Linked DNA regions of Pan troglodytes: region 2 is linked to region 1. The links are chromatin contacts, called in public HiChIP or PLAC-seq maps. All regions are on one chromosome and are shown on one strand. Each heading gives the region's core, a stretch centred on a gene start, on an enhancer-like site or on the middle of the called end of the contact. The rest is flanking DNA. Distances are from core to core; before and after follow the strand shown. Region 1 holds the start of CFAP97 (cilia and flagella associated protein 97). Region 2 holds the start of ANKRD37 (ankyrin repeat domain 37).

Region 1 (2,700 bases), core at 101-2,600:
AAAAGGGCTTCTTCAAAATTAATTACACTGCTTTATTTATTTTATTTTATTTTTGAGACGAAGTCTCACTCTGTTGCCCAAGCTGGAGTGCAATGGCGCGATGTCGGCTCACTGCGACCTCCACCTCCGGGGTTCAAGTTTCACTATGTTGGCCAGGCTAGTCTTGAACTCCTAACTTCATGATCTGCCCGCCTCAGCCTCCGAAAGTGTAGGGATTACAGGCGTGAGCCACCGTGCCCGCCCCTATTTTCTTAAAAAAGGAGGAGAAAGGAAACTGGTGACTTATTTTGATCATCCCCTTGGCATGGCAAAGTCACATCTAGCATGAGGCACTCTTCATTTCTGACTTAGAAGGTTTAAGAAAGAATGAAATGAGGCCGGGCGCGGTGGCTTACGCCTATAACCCCAGCACTTTGGGAGGCTGAGGCAGGCGGATCACGAGGTCAGGAGATTGAGACCATCCTGGCCAATATGGTGAAACCCCGTCTCTACTAAAAATACAAAAATTTGCTAGGTGTGGTGGTGCATGCCTGTAATCCCAGCTACTCGGGAGGCTGAGCCAGGAGAATGGCTTGAACCCGGGAAGCAGAGACTGCAGTGAGCCGAGATCGCCCCACTGCACTCCAGCCTGGGCAACAGAGACTCCGTCTCAAAAAAAAAAAAAAAAAAAAAAAAAAAAAAAAAAGAAAGAATGAAATGCCCATGAATACCAATTGATACTAAAAGCAAAAGCTACATCTGCTTCTTTATTAGTCTTAGCAGTAATTGCCAGTGTTTAAGTAGCATATTGGCATCTACTTAGCAAGCGTTATCTGTATATTACTGGCTGGGACTATGACAGAAGAAAAGGCAAATATATACTCTAAAAATTATTTGGACCACGTTCCTTTGCGTGGCTGATAGCATTTGAACTGAATAGTTGGCAAAAAACAAAAAACAAAACAAAACAAAACAAAAACCAGAAGTGGAGCCAAAGTGATTATGGGCAGCTGCGTGCACCCTGTTGCACCAGGCCGACTTCTTTGGACCTTTCCATAGCTAGGAATTGCAGGCTTCACTTACTCCACCGCACGTGTCTGATTCCTTCCCTAAGGCGGCAGGGTGGGAAAGGGAAGGTCGTTAGAAACTGTGACAGGGAGTCTCGGGAACGGTTGCCTATTTAAATAGCGAGTGAAAACCAGGCAGAAATGTTTGCCGGCTGTAAGCAAAGCGAAGAGGTTACTCGTCAGTGATGAGCGGAGAGGGAGAATTACGGGATCACCTGAGCTCGGGAATTACCAGCGCCGCTGACACCTGCAGCAAAATTTTCCATGAACAGACGGCATCCTGTAGAGGAGGAGGGGAGCGTGGGAAAGAGAGGTGTGCGCCGCGCTGGGTCGCGCCCTCTCCCCGTGGGGCCCCGGCCCGGACCCCGCCCCCGCGCTGTGGGTGGGCGCCTCCCGGCTGTCACTCAGCGGCCGCGGTGGCTCCGGGCCCCGCCCGACACGCACTTCAGGGCGGCCCCGCCCCGCCCGCGTCAGGCTGGCCAGGCTTCAGTCACAACACGGTGGGGCTCCCTGGCTGCGCCCGGCCCGGCAGCTACGGGCCCAGCGCCTGGTGGCGGCGCTGAGGGGTCGCCGAGAGGGGCCCGGCGACGTCTGCGGGGGCCGCTCCCTCGGTGGGCCGCGGGCGAGGCATGAGCGCGGGCTCCCCCTGCCTCCGGAGCGCCGGCGGGGGACCGCGGGGCAGGAGATGTGCCTGTCCTTAGCGGCCCAGGAAGCAGCATGCACCCCGATGCGACCGACAGTGGCAGCGCCGGCCTCAGCCCCGCGCGGGCCGCAGGCGCCGGCGGCCGTCCTGTCTCGGGCTTCAGGGGCGAGCGGCGGCCGGAGTCCCCGGGGGACGCGGAGGCAGCAGCGGCGGCGCCGGGGGCCCCGGGCGGCCGGAGCTGGTGGAAGCCCGTGGCGGTGGCCGCACTCGCCGCCGTGGCCCTCTCCTTCCTGGGGCCCGGCAGCGGGGAGGCGGCGGGGGCCGCGGGGCTGAGCTCCGTCCTGTTCAGGCTCAGCCTGTACCTGAGCTGCGCTGCGGCCGCCTTCCTGCTGGGGACCCTGTTTGCCCTCGTCTGCCGGAGCCCGCGCGCCCAGCCGCCCGACTTCGCCGCCGCCTGGAGCCGGCTGGCCGCGACCTCAGCCGCCCGCCGCCCGCCGGGGGTAAGTACCCGACTCCTGGCCGCCTAGCTCCGCCGGCCCTCCCCGCTTCCGGTGCCAGCTCCCGCGCCCCGAGCCCCGGGGGGCCGCGGCATGCCCTTGTCGAAGCGGGAAGCCGGGAGCCACGGGGCTAGGCTGCGGGCCCGGCCGTGGACGCGAGCGTTCCCCGGCGCCCGAGCGCGGCGGGCTCCGGGCTCCGCGCTCCGCGGTGCTGGAGGAGATGCGCGTTATTTATTGGGCTCTGTAGTCACTCGACAACCATCCTCAGTCACAACCCTAAGGGTCTCCCCAGACCTTCGGTGTCGCTTGCCGTGGGAGGGGAAGAAGGGAATCACAGCGTTCGCTACGTGCAGGCTCTGCGCACGGTCCTGGCGATCCGCTTGGTTCTTCTGGCCGTTCTCGGTGGGAGGCAACTTTATGACCGTTTGCCGATGAGGAAACTTGCTTCGGTCCCTGGCCCAGCACCTCACCCCCAAGCCCGCGTACCCTTCCCACCACCCTATCCTGCCTTCCA
Region 2 (2,700 bases), core at 138-2,637, 190 kb after region 1:
GATAAACAAAAGCAAAATTGGCAATATCAACGTGTGCTCACCTCACAAATCTGACAACAGTATCTCTACACTGCCGTTCTTTAAACATCATTAAAAGATATTGTGAATAGTTTAAATATTAAAAATGTGGAATATAAGAACGATTCTATATATTTGAACACACATTTATGTTCAAATATTCATATGAATAAAAATGCTTAAAACTACCCCTTGGGTAACTAACAACATAAACTTGCGATTGCAAATTTTATGGCTTTTACTACAAAACAAAAAGTAGAATGAAAAGACCACTTATCTTTAGAGGACAAGCATGAGCTTGTCTTCTAACAGCACAACAATAAACGTATTTATTTCTCCGAGCTTTCAAAGGCATCAACAGAAAAGAATCACTAAAAATGTAGGGGAAAAGAAACACTCGGCTGGAGCTTTGGTTTCTAAGCAGATCCTTCTGGAAAGACGCTTAGGGAGAGTCTAGGGAGCAGCTCTGACGTCAGTAGCTGCCATCGGAAGTCAGGTCATGTTCTACAAAAAGCAGTGACGCAGGCCCGACAGCACCCGCGGGGCCGGACAGCGGCTTCACCAGCCCCGCGGGTCCGAATCGCACGCGGCCGGCTCCGCTCTCCCGGGAGGAGAGCCCGGCGTGGACCAGCGTGACGACCCCAGCGTACTGCGGCCTCTCCCCGAGGGCCCCTCCACAAGGGTCCCTGCGCGGGCCGGGCTCGGCCGTTGCCACTCGGGACAGCCATCCCCTCGAGTTCGCGCTCGCCGTCCCTGCCTTCACCTCCCGGCTTGGGAGGCGGGCGACTGCGCGCGAGGTAAAGGAACTTGCGTTCCCCGGCGCCGAGGCGGCAGCAGCGCAGTGCACAGCGGCTTCTGAAGGCGGCGTCGACGGGGAGCTGCGTGTGGCTCCCGGTTTCCTGGTTACGTGCGCGCCGGCAGAGCCAAAACCTGCAGCCGAAACTCCCGCTTCTCCGTAAGGATTAAAGGGCGGGCGCACTACCGGGAGACGTGTCAAACTCAGCGCGCCTCATGGCGGCCGCGGAGCCCCACCCGCTTCTACTCCAGTCCTCTCACACCCACTGACTTACCCTGCGCACGCGCGCTGAGGCTCCGTGGGGCCGCCGTGGGCCCCGCCCCGAGGTGGGAGGGCCTGACGCATCCACAGCTGGCCAATCGGCGGATGGCCTCGCGCGCCCGCCCCCTCCTCCTGCCCCCGGCGCCGGGCTCCACGTGCCAGTGTTTGTGTACGTGCGGCCGTGGCGTGGGCTGGACGGGGTCCAGGTCGTTGAGGATTAGGCTGCTCGGGCGTAACCGGAGCTGGGGCGCGGCTGCCGAGGGCCGGCCCGGAAGTCCCAGCGGTCTTTAAATTCTCCCGTGCTAGGGCCGGCCTGCGCATTCTTACCTGTCGGGGTGCGGCGAGTGTCTCACCGCTCTGCACTTCCAAGGACTCTTGTCATCTGCCTTAGACGGGAAATGCTGTTGCTGGATTGCAACCCCGAGGTGAGATTCGGGCTCACAGAGCCCGAGCTTTTGTCCTGCAGGCTCAAGCTTCTAGATTCGTCTTCTCGTTAATGCGGGGACGGACCACTGGGCGCTGCCTGGTCAGAGCTGGTTGTGAAGGGCGGGGAGGTTTCCAGCCCGGAGGGGCGCGGGACTGGACAAAGGTGGGAAGGGTGCTGGATCTGTTCTCTTCCTGCAGGTGGATGGTCTGAAGCATTTGCTGGAGACAGGGGCCTCGGTCAACGCACCCCCGGATCCCTGCAAGCAGTCACCTGCCCACTTAGCCGCAGGAAGCGGCCTTGCTTGCTTTCTTCTCTGGCAGCTGCAAACGGGCGCTGACCTCAACCAGCAGGTAACTAGGTAACTGTTGCTGTGTACAGCCGTCCCCTCCAACCCAGACACAAACATTTCTCAGACGCCAAGAGTTGTTTCAGCTGTTAAAAACATGTCTATAGCAGCGATGTCCAACAGAAATATAATGCAAGACACAGATGTAATTTAAGAGTTTTTTTCCAGTCTTGATGTGAGGACATGAGAAATTTCAAGTTTTTAAGTAGCCACATTAATAAACGAAACATGAAATTTTAGTATTTGACCCAATTTGTCCAAAATGTTATCAGTTCAATATGTAATCAAAGCAATTGCTGATTATTTTACATTTCCTTTTATTCTGTGTCTTCACAATCTGGTGTGACAGCGTATCTCAAATCAGACTAGCCACATTTAAAATACTCTAGCCTTAAGTGGCTGTTGACTATCATATTGAACAGCACAGATCTAGTTTATTTCAAAAGAATTGCTACATTACCAAAAGTCTCCCTGCAGCAATTGAAATACTTAGGAGCTATGTCCACAAGCATTCTAATTTCCTAAAGAATTTTCTTACTGTAGTTTGCATCTTCCACTGAATATTAAAGCATGGTGAATTTTAAATTGTAAACTTTTCTGGAAGAACTCTTTTTATTTGCTTACATTTTAATGTATGTGCATATGGCTACACGTTTTTATTTATTTGAGACGGAGTTTTGCTTTTGTCGCCCAGACTGGAGTGCAATGGCGCGATCTCGGCTCACTGCAACCTCTGCTTCTTGGGTTCAAGAGATTCTCCTGCCTCAGCCTCCCTAGTAGGTGGGATTACAGGCACGCGCCACCGTGCCCGACTAATTTGTGTATTTTTAGTAGAGACAGGGTTTCACCATG

The links. HiChIP or PLAC-seq counts read pairs in DNA pulled down with a chosen protein or histone mark.
Region 2: a contact with region 1 is called in an H3K4me3 HiChIP or PLAC-seq map of stem cell-derived excitatory neurons, with 3 times the contacts expected there. The contact joins the promoter of ANKRD37 here to the promoter of CFAP97 in region 1. A contact is called at or near these places in 2 of 7 Hi-C or Micro-C datasets (blood and stem cell-derived neural progenitor cells) and 1 of 1 datasets of contacts at active chromatin or transcription factors (stem cell-derived excitatory neurons).

Annotation. Positions count from the first base shown.
Region 1 is chr3:186,849,512-186,852,211 of NHGRI_mPanTro3-v2.0_pri, forward strand. CFAP97 (cilia and flagella associated protein 97) reads right to left here and starts at 1,351. Exons shown (of 6, transcript XM_063809287.1): 1 at 1,262-1,351. All of the region lies in intron 2 of SNX25 (sorting nexin 25), which reads left to right.
Region 2 is chr3:187,034,527-187,037,226 of NHGRI_mPanTro3-v2.0_pri, forward strand. It overlaps ANKRD37 (ankyrin repeat domain 37), which reads left to right and starts at 1,388. Exons shown (of 5, transcript XM_009448654.5): 1 at 1,388-1,500; 2 at 1,700-1,852. The coding sequence starts at 1,474. It overlaps LRP2BP (LRP2 binding protein), which reads right to left and starts at 1,858. Exons shown (of 10, transcript NM_001280149.1): 1 at 1,403-1,858.